Linked DNA regions of Sus scrofa: regions 1 and 3 are each linked to region 2. Evidence: chromatin contacts called from public Hi-C and HiChIP or PLAC-seq data. All regions are on one chromosome and are shown on one strand. Each heading gives the region's core, a stretch centred on a gene start, on an enhancer-like site or on the middle of the called end of the contact. The rest is flanking DNA. Distances are from core to core; before and after follow the strand shown.

The links. Hi-C and Micro-C count contacts between places; a contact is called where the count stands out from the background. HiChIP or PLAC-seq counts read pairs in DNA pulled down with a chosen protein or histone mark.
Region 1: a Hi-C map of skeletal muscle shows a contact between it and region 2, with 3 times the contacts expected there. The contact joins two enhancer-like sites. A contact is called at or near these places in 2 of 47 Hi-C or Micro-C datasets (embryonic fibroblasts and skeletal muscle) and 1 of 2 datasets of contacts at active chromatin or transcription factors (skeletal muscle).
Region 3: an H3K27ac HiChIP or PLAC-seq map of skeletal muscle shows a contact between it and region 2. The contact joins two enhancer-like sites. A contact is called at or near these places in 1 of 47 Hi-C or Micro-C datasets (skeletal muscle) and 1 of 2 datasets of contacts at active chromatin or transcription factors (skeletal muscle).

What each region holds. Positions count from the first base shown.
Region 1 is chr14:63,228,286-63,232,559 of Sscrofa11.1, reverse strand. The region is part of intron 2 of CCDC6 (coiled-coil domain-containing protein 6); the gene reads left to right. Among named protein-coding and RNA genes, the nearest start is that of CCDC6, 70 kb to the left of the region's middle. Within about 2 kb of position 1,624, at least 8 of the 83 cell types and tissues checked have an H3K27ac peak or open chromatin away from gene starts, as enhancers often do. A contact at or near this core is called in skeletal muscle, where this site is marked.
Region 2 is chr14:63,419,803-63,423,864 of Sscrofa11.1, reverse strand. The region is part of intron 46 of ANK3 (ankyrin-3); the gene reads left to right. All of the region lies in intron 2 of LOC110256850 (a long non-coding RNA gene), which reads right to left. Among named protein-coding and RNA genes, the nearest start is that of CCDC6, 120 kb to the right of the region's middle. Within about 2 kb of position 2,139, at least 3 of the 83 cell types and tissues checked have an H3K27ac peak or open chromatin away from gene starts, as enhancers often do. A contact at or near this core is called in skeletal muscle, where this site is marked.
Region 3 is chr14:63,266,970-63,270,958 of Sscrofa11.1, reverse strand. The region is part of intron 1 of CCDC6 (coiled-coil domain-containing protein 6); the gene reads left to right. Among named protein-coding and RNA genes, the nearest start is that of CCDC6, 31 kb to the left of the region's middle. Within about 2 kb of position 2,063, at least 11 of the 83 cell types and tissues checked have an H3K27ac peak or open chromatin away from gene starts, as enhancers often do. A contact at or near this core is called in skeletal muscle, where this site is marked.

The DNA.
Region 1 (4,274 bases), core at 375-2,874, 190 kb after region 2:
GTAAAAGCAACATGCGTTACTTTTGTAATTGGAAAACATCTTATTTCCTAAAAAGGAAATTTAAAAATTTTAATGCATGTTTTGTCCTTAGCTTTTGGAACCTCCTTCTGTGTCACTGACTTTGAAAGCTCACAGTCCTGCTGCCATTACCAAACCAGACCTGGGTCTATTTACCCCACAAACAGCAAAGCCAGTCCACTAACTGCAGGCTGTGGTGAAGGGAAGATACAGTGGCACCAAGCAGGGAGAATGGGCAGCTCATGCTTAAAAGACCTGAACTCCCTGATGGCTTTGGAAGAATTTTTAAAGACAATATGAGGGGAAGGAAAGTCACAGCCTGTGTGATCCACTGGTGCACACTCTCTAATTGGTTGATGGTGAGATAATGGTGACATTTAATCTCAGTCATCAACCTTCAGTTTCCAACCAGTCTGAGGTGCCCATGCTGGTGATCCACAAGCAGCTAACTTCTTCCACCTGGTGGGGGTTTTAGTATCTGCAAAACAGCTCAAGGATATGGCTCAGGATATTATTTACAGCCCTAGAGGAGGAACTAAAGGTCCTTGCTTTGTTTTATGTCTAAATTTTGTCTTGCTTGACTGTTTTCCTCACTTCTCTGGTTAAATTTGCTCTTTGGAACTCAGAGAAGGCCTCAGAGGCTAAAGCTTTTTTGAAAACAAGAGGCAGAGGACACGGTGGGGTCTGAGGTGAGATGGGACATCCATGCTTAGGAAGCTCCTGCTCAGTTTTATCGTCATAGTTGCATATTTGTCATGGACAGCAGGGCACAGGAGCCTCCTGCAGAGTCAGGCCCATTTGCTGCGAGGCAAGGTTCGGGACCGCCCAGATCATTGAGAACTAGCGAAGCCAGAAGGCTCTCATGACTAGCTTACTAGCTTAGCTGTCTTGTCAGTCTTGATAGGATTCATTCCACTGCCCCCCCCCCCCATCCTAAAATCACTTTTTTAAAAATCCCTATATCCTCTGGCTAACTGTTAACCACCAACCACCAGGGCCAACTGGAAGACCTGGTGTTGCTGAGATTAAGAATGGTTTTGGCAATTAGGGATTTGCTCACTTGCTTTTATGTAAGCCTGAGGCATCAGGTTCACTTCCTGCTCTTGGGAGCCCTTGTTCAGTGGTTGCTTGGCACTCTTCTCCACCAATACCACTGCCAAAAGTGAACGAGTACTTTTTCTGTTTTGAAAACCATGGAACAGGGTTGAGATAAGAGAACCAGGTGTTACTTACTCCTCTGAATCTTTTCCCTCTAACCCAGTTTCCAAATTTTAGACCTAAAATAACAAATAGGTTCGTAGGTTTGTCCTTTGCTTCACACTTGAATTTGGATCTGGCCTTCAGAAAATAATGCTGCTAGAGCTATAATAGAAATTACTGTACTCATTTCCTTATGGGGGAGGCACATGCTTATTGATGACTGAAAGCACTTAAGGATGAAAGTTATCTGAGTCTCTTGTTCAGTGTGGCAGGGCTTATTTTTTATTGTTATCGATTTGGCCCCTGAGGTGATGACTCCTGGAATTTTTAAAGCAGTTGAAGTTGTCTCGCATCTATGGCAAGATGTTACGTGGAGGAGAGGAAGGAAGTTGTGGGCAAAAGCCACTGCCAAGTGATTTGTAGCCGAGCTGTTCAGAAGGCTGTCAGGAAACAGCTTTATTCTTCCATCTCCCTTTGCATAGGAATGGAACCCAGAGAAGGGATTGCAGTAAGTCTCCAAATCTGCCTATTCATTTAGACAAATTTACCTTCTCCCTTCCTCCCCTCAATTCTGGAGCAGTTGGTTCTCCTTGCAATACCATCCCAGTGGATTCAGGTTTTTTCTGGAGCTTGCACTTCCCTGACCCCTGCGTGGCTGTGTCTCTGGGCAGCAGGCAAGTGTACAGGCCTTAGAAGTGAGTCTGGTCTCTCAGGTTCCTTCTCAGGCATGTGCACTGGCATCTGAGGCCGCCCTTTTGACCCCAGGTTCTCCATGTCACCGAGGTGGCAGTGAAGTGAATTTGTTTGTGCAGGCAGCAGAATCACGTGTCAGGGTGATAAATATGTATGAAACTGGCTAGTTCATTTGAAAGACACCAAGGCTTACACTGCACCATTGCATCCATTCAGGTGAAAATTCATTTCTCTCCATGGCAGGGGCGGAGAGACCTTGAAATACGTTCTTCTTCATCAAGGTGGCTCAACCGGGAAAAACCTTTTAGTTTTTCAGAGCTATTAATGCTAATCAGAAAAAATTTGCTGTCAGCTGATAGCTAACAGCACATTTGGAGGCAAAGTTGGGGTTTTTGTTGCTGTTGTTTTTATTGTTGCTTTTCATTCCAGATTCTCCAAACCTCAGCTTTCTGTGTTCTCTGTTTCTTTTTGTGGAGCAAGGGGCTTATGCATTGTGTTCAGGATACATCTGCAAAAGGCTTCTGGAATGTTTTTATTGCATTTTAAATGCTGCAACCACCAGAGGCCAAATTATAAGCCAGAATTTTCCTCTTAGTAGCATGCCAGAAATCTCTCTGTCCAATGTAATTTGCATTATGATTAGAAAATACAATAAACTGGACACAGTTTTTTAGTCTTAGGGTATCACTGAGTTTTTCCCACAGTGTGTGTTGCCATTGTGGCTGGAGTTATATGCCAGCCTGGACCCCCTCAAAATGTAAGAGCAAGAGTAGGGGGTTAGAAGCTTCCTAGGCTGTCTTTGACAAAATTTGGGAAAATGCAGGTAGAAAGTAAAGGTAGGAGGAAAAGGAAATTAAAAATAATGAGATGAAGCTGGAGCGCGGTTGCTTTATTCAGCAGGGTAGGGGAGATAACCCTTATCCATTTTAGTTGAAGAGGTAAATCTTGGCTATTAAAGGATGTTTGGTTCCACTTGTAAATGGACATCAGCTGTCACTGGAAAAGCTTTTCTTTTTTTTTTTTCCCCTCGTCTTTTTGCCTTTTCTAGGGCCGTTCCTGTAGCATATGGAGATTCCCAGGCTAGGGGTCGAATTGGAGCTGTAGCTGCCAGCCTACGCCAGAGCCACAGCAACGTGGGATCCCAGCTGCTTCTGCAACCTACACCACAGCTCATGGAAACACTGGATCCTTAACCCATTGAGCAAGGCCAGGGATTGAACCCGCACCCTCATGGTTCCTAGTTGGATTTGTTAACCACTGCGCCAAGACGGGAACTCCTGGAAAAGCTTTTCAAATGATGTCAAAATTTGCAGTTATAAATGTTGTGATGTTTGAATTTCTTGGGTAGTTTTTTTTTTTTTTTTTTTCCTTTTCAGAACAGTCAGCCCAATTAGTAGTTACCTTAAAATATAGAGTCTTATCCTGTTGCTGATTATCTTTACTTTCCTTTTTCCTCTGTATTCATAAACTCGGTAAGAAAGATGTGGCTTTTTATTTTAATTTACCATGAGGTCTTGGCTTAGGATGAATTCTTTCTTTGGCTTAAATACTGTTTCTCAAAGAAGGAAGGGCTAGTTTTTACAAAACAGTTTTTTTTTTTGTTTTTGTTTGTTTTATTTTTTTGTTTGTTTGTTTTGCAGGTTGACTCCAGAGCCTAAAGGACTTCTTTATCTTATTTGTGGAGCATGTTTTTAAAAATCTTCCTTCTAACCAGATTTCTTTAAAGGTTAATGCTTTCAGCAGCATGATGCTATTGGGAATTTAGGAAACTCAGCTTAGCCCTTTAGGTATTGAGTGGAAGGGAAGCCTGAGGCAGAGTACATCATAGGAAATCATATAGGGAGAATGCAGGGACAATCACAGCATGGAAGAAGATATTGTCAACATATGTAACCACAGTAAAACTACAAATCAGTAAGAAAAACAGGCAAGTGGCTTAAACTGGCTCTTCATGGAAGCAGATGGCTAAATGGCCAGTCACCATATGAAAAGATACACAGGAGTTTCAGTGTGGTGCAGTAGGGTTAAGAATCTGGCATTGTCATTGCAGTGACTTGGTGGTACAGGTTTGATCCCTAGCCCGGGAACTTCTGCATCCCATGGGTGTGGACCAAAAAAGGGAAAGGAAAGGTACACAACCCAATTAGTAATCAGGAAAGTGAAATAAACTGCAAAAAGATATTACTAGAGAATTCTCATGCATACCATCAGAGGATGGAAATGGTTTTATTCTGTTTTAAAAATAATTTGGCATTACCTAATGAAGTTGGAAATAGTCTTTGTCCTTAACCCAGCAGTTCCACTCTTGAATATATTTGATAATGGTTTGCATATGTGCACCAGATGTGTAGGAGAATGTTCTT
Region 2 (4,062 bases), core at 890-3,389:
GGAAAAGGATAACTCCAGAAAGGGTCCACATGTACAAGGGCCCTAAGGTGGGAAAAGGTCTAACACTTTTGAGGAAATGAAAGACCGGTACCCCAGAGCCTGATAAGCTAGGGGCGGGGGGTGAGGTGGGCCCATGATGAAGTGAGAAATGCACCGTCATAGGCAAGAATATGGGATTTGGATTTCATTCTACAAGAATTTGAAGGCTTCCAAAGATTTTAAGCAAGAGCTTGACCTACTGTATTTTTTTAAACACACACCAGCTATGTAAACAGGACTGGAGGGAAAGCAAGAATAAACTGAAACTGACAAGGTAGGACGTTATTGCCATAGTCCAAATAAGCCACAGTGGTGGCAGGGCCAGGATCTGGGCAGCAGTTTTAGGAAAATCGACAGTATCGATGTATTAGCTTGGGGGCAGGATGGAGAAGAAGGGTTGAGTCAAGAATGATGCCCAGGTTTCAGGCCTAAGCATGTGGGGGGTGGGGAAAGGAACAGAATGGGTTTTAAGAAGAATATTCAAGCATTCAGACTTTGGTTGATACCCAAGTCTGGAGCTCTGAGGGAAGGCTGGGCCTGGGCATACAAAAATGTGAGCATTGTCACTAAAGAAGTGAGTACTGAATACCAGAGAAAGGGAACACCAGAGAACAGATGTGACTACCTTGGGAGAGAGTTAAAGTGAGCCAAGAAAGGGCTCAGGATTGAGCCTCAAGGAACATTCTGAAGAGGAAGAGCTTTAAAACCTTGCCTCTGACCTCCTCCTTCAGATGAGCTGATAAGCGTCTGTAAATAAGAGACTGTGCGCCTTTAGAGCCCCTTTACTTCTTAGTGTGTGACACACACGTGCTGGTGTTGGGGTGCAGTGTTTAAGACATTACCATAAACTTCTACCACTTGATTTGAGGGCACATAACTACAGTCTCGTCCAAGGAGCAAACATAATCATATGTAACACAAATCAAAATCTCTAACTATATAATAAGATCTATAACTACAATAAAAGGTATAAACAAAATGCTAGAAGAATCCACCAGAAGATGTAATAAACGCCAACAGAGGAGATCTTGCAAAGCTTCTTAGAAGTGCACATTTGAAGTGGCTTTTGAAGAAGGAGTAGGATTTAAGACCAGGCAGTGTGATGGTGTGTGCTCTGCGTCTCCTTTATCCTGGAGATGGTAGGCTGCCACTGGGAGCATTGTGGTAGGAGAGTAATAGGATCGGTGGTGATTAGGTAACCCTAGTGGTAGGAGCTGGAGTTAGTGGTCAGGAGAGCTGGAAGACACGTACCCAGTTCTGAGACACGGAGGAGGGCCTGAACCGGGGCAGAGACAATGGAAAGGAGAGGGCAGATGGAAGAACATTTTACAAATATGACAAGCAGATTGATTCTATAGAGGAGTGAGGGTTGCAGGTCTGTGTGTCATACTAACAGAACATAGAACCTAAGATGACAAAAAATTACGGATTGAAGTAGCCTGGGTGATGAAGTAGGTCAAACTGCAGTGTCCTCCGTGTGTGTCGAGGAAGGAAATCTGGGCTGAAGAGCCTAGTGTGGTCATCTTTGGTATAGAAGTGGCCTGAGTGAATGTAAATCACGAGTTTACCAGCTGTGTAAGCTTGGCCAAATTATGTCACTTTTGTGCCTTTATTTCCTTGTGATGGTTAGGATAAGAGTAGCGCATCTCACAGAGTTGCTAGAATTGAATGAGTTCATCCATGTAAATCACTTAAAACAGTGGCTGGCAAGCCCATAGTAAGCATTCAGTAAATTCAGCTATTATTAGCAGTGTTAAGACAGGGCCAGTTGGGTGTGAGGGATAAATTAGGAGGTTGGGATTAACATGTACACACTACTATAAATAAAACAGAACAACAAGGACCTACTGTACAGCACAGGGAACTCTATGTATATTTTGTAATAACTCAAAATGGGAAAAAATCTGAAGAAGAATATGTGTGTGTGTGTATCACTGAATCACTTTGCTGTACTCTTGAAACTAACACAACATTATAAATTAACTATATTTCTACATTTTAAGTGATATAAATTTAACAAAAAGAGAGAGAGGTGAGGAGAAGGGGCCAAGAATGGCAGGTGGAAGATCCAGGAGGCCCGTGGATGGAGCAGCCCTGCTGGAAGAGGGCAATGGGGGACGTCAGAACAGCGACGTCAGTGAAATCCTCTGCATGTCACATCGGATTACACTTCAGAACACTTTCAATCATTTCCTACCACCTGTTTCTCACAGTAGCACTGGGAAATTAGTAAAATACGTCTTCTCTTTCCTCTTCACTAAGGAAAGAGAATGAAATGCCTGGGGCTGAATGTAGTTAACAACAGGTCTGGATTTTAACCCAGACCTCCTGATTCTGCTTCCAGGACGTCAGAACTATGGCCTGAATGTCTTCACTCCAAATTCAGGACCCTGCCCTTCAGAATACTGTCCAGAAGTCATCTGGAGTAGATAACATTTTTACGTAGTATTTTTCACTTTTCTAACCCTTTAAAAAATCCCCAGCTAACCAAAAGCCTTGGCTTCAAGTAAAGGTGCAGGGGTCCAGAGCCAGGTGCATGACTTCCAGTTCTAGCTCCACCATGTAATAAGTGTGCCACCAGTGTAATCGCTTGCTGGCTCTATTTCCTTATTTGTAAAATGGAAGAAATAGTCCCTCGTTGTTACCAGGATTAAATGAGCTAAACCGCCTTAGAACGTTACCTGGCACATCATAAACATTTAATAATAATAATATTCTTAGTTGTAATAAATTAACTTTACAACTTTATGAGTGTTATATTTTTCTTCCACTGCCAAAATGTAAATCAGTACTTGCCCAGTAATTACTTTTTTTTCTTTTTTAACTGGTCCTGTAACCTCAGGTTTTTTTTTTGTTGTTGTTGTTGTTTTTTTTAATCACAAGTCACAAGTTTAAACAAACTCAAAAAAAAAAAAAAAAACAAACAAAAAAAAACCCTCCCACTTATTGGTATTAGTTAAAGAACAAATCTCCATAAACTGGGACTTTTAAGTCACACAGTAGTTTGTTGTGATTACATAAAGTAATTAGAATGACTGCTTAGGAAAAAATGTTCTTAGCCTCATGATCCCTAAGGAGAGAGAGAGAAAAAAAGAGGAGAGAAAGGAAAGAGAGAGGTGGGTTAGGAAGACAAGAACTAGAATAACAGGTTCTCTTGGGCTACAGGGAAGACACAGCAGAAAAGGCTTTCCTTAGGGCCTAACAGAGCTAAGTCTTTAAAAATGAGTAAGGGTTTGCCTGCAAAGGGAGATCTCATGAGGGAAGAGAGCTTATTACACTTTCAAGGAGATGGCACTTGAAAAAAACTCGAAGGGTAAAGAGGAGTTAGAGATAAATGAAGATTAAAGAAAGGGATTATAGGTGGATTATCAAGTCATGAGCAAAGAAAAGGATTTATTTTTTGTTTTATTTTTTTAGGGCCGCAGCCGAGGCATATGGAGGTTCCCAGGCTAGGGGTCATCCGAACTATAGCCGCTGGCCTACACCACAGCCACAGCAACACAGGATCCAAGTCATATCTGTGACCTACACCACAGCTCACAGCAATGCCAGATCCTTAACCCACTGAGCAAGGCCAAGGATCAAACCGGCATCCTCATGGATGCTAATCAAATTCGTTTCTGCTGAGCCACGACAGGAACTCCAAGAATAGGAGAGATTTATAAAGTGGAACTAACTCCCAGCTTTTTAAACTATCACCCACATTATACCCATATACAATGGGCATAATAGGTTTTTTAAAATTATAGAAACAGATCCACCATTTTTATAAAGATAATGTTCACTTGGACTGATGTGCTAAGAGAAAGACCTTTGTTCTTACTCCAAGAACCTAGATTGGTTTTTGGAAGATGAAGCAAAACAAAAACAAAATTCAACTAGGTTGTAGTGACAATTGCACATCTATATATGTTTCCTAATAATTAGCAAACTATAGGAGTTCCCTGGTGGCCTAGCCATTAAAGATCTTGCATTGTCACTGTTGTGACACAGGCTAAATCCCTGGCCCAAGAATTTCTGCAT
Region 3 (3,989 bases), core at 814-3,313, 150 kb after region 2:
CAGTGGAAAATAAGGCTTGGAGAGGTTAAGAAACTGGCCTCACATGTGAACACGTGCTACCTCCAGGGTCATATGAAGGTTCCCGGGGCCAGGATTGAATTTGCGCCTTCACAGTGACCCGAGGCTGCAGCAGTCAGGTTCTTAACCCACTGTGCCACAGCGGGAACTCCTCCCCCATCCTTCCTTTTTTCAAAAAAACTTTTTTGGGAAGTATAACCTAAGTAGTGTACACATAAACTGAAAGCACAGCTCAATGGATTTTCACAGATTGAAGGCACTTGTATTAATAACTTGGACCCAGATCAAGAAACAGAACTTTATTAACACTCTGGACCTGCTTTGCATGCCCTTCAATCATGATTCCTCCAAGAACAACCACTGTCCTGAGTTTGAACTCTCTTTAACCAGAGTCCTACAGTATATACTCTTTTCGTTAGAAAAGTTAGACTTCATTCTCCCAACCTTATATCTGTAAGATTCATTTGTGTTGTTGACCTCTTTGTTTTTCAGATTGTGTCTAGAAAAACCATTCGTACTCTAGGGCTATAAAATCCCCTTAGGGTACAGTAGGTATTTTCAAAACTTAAAATTCGGAAGATGGAGTTAATTAGGTGTCATCACAGTTTCTTGTGTTTTGACCTTTGGAAGAAAAAGCCATCTGGATTTTCAGCTCCTTGGTATAAAGGATTCCTTCTATATTCAGGGAAATGCTTTGAGTATTTGGGGGTGGGATGGGGGCCGTATTCACAGCATGTGGGATTTTCTAGGCCAGGGATCGAATCTGAGCTGAGCCATAGCAGTGACAATGCCAGGAGTCCTTAACCTGCTGAGCCACATGGGAACTCCTACATTTCATATTTTTAAAAGAGTAAGATCTTGGTGCATTCAGTGTCTCTGCCAGAGACATTTTCTTTTAGAGATGAAATGTGTTTTTATACGGTAGCTAGGATCCTGAAAAGCTTGTTTGTAAATGAAATAAAATTTGGTTTTATTGAAGTGTCAGCGTATGGGGAAAGAAGTTGGAAATTGGCGAAGTGGAAGTTGTGCTGTTTTGCAAAAGACCATCAGGAACCACCTATCATTAAATAAATTAAATCTATGCCTCATTGCAGTGAAGGAGAGCACTGGTTGGAGAGGAGAGGTTAGAAAGCACCTATCCCTGGGATTCGGCTAATATTGGGGGCGGAGTGAGGGGTGGTCTGCAAAGCACAAGTTCCCTCTGGATTGAGTGTTTTTGAAAGAGTAGAGGCAGGAGTTCCCTTGTGGTACAGTGGGTTAAGGATCCAGCATGTCACTGCTGTGGCACGGGTTTGATCCTTGGCTTGGAATCTTCCACATGCCGCAGGTGTAGCCAAAAAAGGGTAAAAAAAGGCGGGATCAGTTCTGTGATTGGGTACCTCCATACCCAAAGAGGAGTGGAGTCAGATGAAAGCTATAATTAGTTAATTGGCGAAACAGTAGCAGGCATTCCCATTAGCTGAGAGGGGGGATGTTTGGTAGTTTGTGGGTTTCACAGTGATCTTGTGTTGTCTCATTCTGTCTTGGTCTCAGAGTGACTTTGATGTGGATGTCCTGTGAGCTTGTTTGTGAACATCGTGGCCTAGCCATGTCACATTGGTTTGTGACATTGAGCTTTAGCTGTGAGCCTCAGACCCACACCTGGGTGTTAGGGGCTGTTGCTGTTTTTGTTTTTTTCTTTCTTTCTCAAGGAAATTTTCTTAGGCTTCTGTTTTCCATAAACCTACACTTTTATAGTATGGGTGGTCTTAAAATAGGACTGACCTTTAGTAGATACTTAGGCCTTAAGATACTCAATAAGGATTGTGAACAGAAAGTATATTTAGAACCTTACCCTTTAGAGCCTTGTGTTCAGGCTTTTTAAGTGACGGGGTTGGCCTGTGTGGACTGGTTTGTGGCGGTTTTAGGTAATCCTTGCGAAGTCACGTGGGCCTTTGGCAATGGCTCCTTCACACTAGCCCCTTCTCCCCTTACCTGCTGAGTGAAGCTAATTATAACAGTGACCCACATTTCTTGTGATGTAATGGTTCAGGCTCCCGGTGATGAGATACGATATCTGCTCATTTGTACCGCACTTGCTTCCAAAAAGGATTCGAGCTGACCAGGCCCATGGGCCTTTCCTCTGAGCCTTCTAACCACGCCTTTTCCCTTTTTTTCCCCTTTCCTTCCCCTCCTGGCCTGGCCTAGATGAGCAGTCACAACTGTGAGACAATCTGCCCACAAAGAAAAAAATTTTCTGAGACATAGGGGGAGGAGGGTTCCTTCTTCTAAGAAAACTGCATCTTAGATGCCCCGTGGAGGTACTGAGATAACACATTGTAATTTTTTTTCTTTTTTCTTTTTTTTTTTTTTTTTTTAGTTTTAAAAAATTGAGATATGGTTGATTTACAATATTTATGTTTTAGGTGTACAGCATAGTGGTTCACAATTTTTAAAGTTTATCATTTATAGCTATTATAAAATATTGGCTATGTTCCCTGTGCTGTACAAAAGTAGATCCTTGTAGCTTATTTATTTTATATGTAGCAGTTTATGTCTCTTACTCCCTTACCCCTAACTTGGCTGTCCATCTTCCCTCTCCCCACTGGTAACCACTGGTTTGTTCTCTAGATCTGCTGTGATTGCTTTAAAAAAATTTTTTTTTTCAGCTGCACCTGGATAGCACTGCACTGGCATATGGAAGTTCCTGGGCCAGGGATTGAATCTGAGCCACAGCTGTGATTATGCTGTACCTTGCAGTGCTGCTGGATCCTTAACCCACTGAGCCAGGCCAGGGATCAAACCCATATCCCTATGTCAGATTCTAACCCCACTGCACCACAGTGGGAACCCTGTGATTGCTTTTTAATGTAGGGTATGTGCAACAGAAGGCTTTGTATTTTGGCCAGCTCTGCATTCTGGTGGTTTGTGAAGAGTTAGGGGCTTGTGCCTTACATGCTGGGTCACCTTAGACTCCTGACCTTTTTATAAGGGCGAGGGATGGCATTCGATGGACACATGCTTTTTTAATTTTCCTGTGGAACAGAGCATTTTACCTTTGGGTTTCTTCTCCCTCTGTTTGCTGCTTGACTGCTTGTAAAATGTAGCCTTTTCTGTGTGCTGCAGCAGTGTATGAATGGCAGTGTATGAATGTTCATCCCGTTTCCTGGACCAGAAAGGGAAACTGGCTAGTGAGAATGATGAGTTTTACCCTGTAACATCCAGCCTGACAATATTCAAGAAAAAGAAGGGAAAAGAGGAGAGGAGTATTTGGAGCAGTTGAATAAGAGCTTCAAACCAATGGATAGGTTAAAAAAAAAAAAAAAAAAAAAAAAAAAAAAAAAGGAGCTAGAAAGATATTTTGGAGCCAAGAGTCGTGCTTTTTGTGTTTTTTATTTGTTTGTTTGTTTGTTCTTTTTAGCATGCCCTCAGCATATGGAAGTTCCCCAGCCAGGTATGGAACCTGTATCACAGCAGTGACAACATTGGATCCTTACCTGTTAGGCTACCAGGGAACTCCTTGTGCATGTTGTGATGTTTTGATTTTATTTTTGAATAAATATATGGCTGTTTATCCCACTGAAAGTCCTTGAAGTGGCATCTATATTCATAAATACCAAGATTTAATTATATACACTTTTCTGATTTTTTAATCTGTGTTCCTGTGTTAATCACCTGAGAGTAGGTTTTACTCTGCCATATGGCAGGTTGTGACACATTGTTTTCATTATTGTCATGGCTGTTTTAACTTTCCCCTTCCATGTCATGGCCCTTAAATCTTAATGGGTTTTTACTTTGGGGAGAACCTGCATCCTAAAAATCTTCTATTAATCCATTTATTAAGGTTCATATTTCTTTAGCTCTCTAGTGAGGTTTTTTTTTTTTTTTTTTTTTTTTTTTTTTTTTTAATGGCTGTACCTGAAGTATATAGAAATTCCTGGGCCAGGTATTAAATCCGAGCCACAGCTGCCACCTGTGCCATAGCTGCAGTA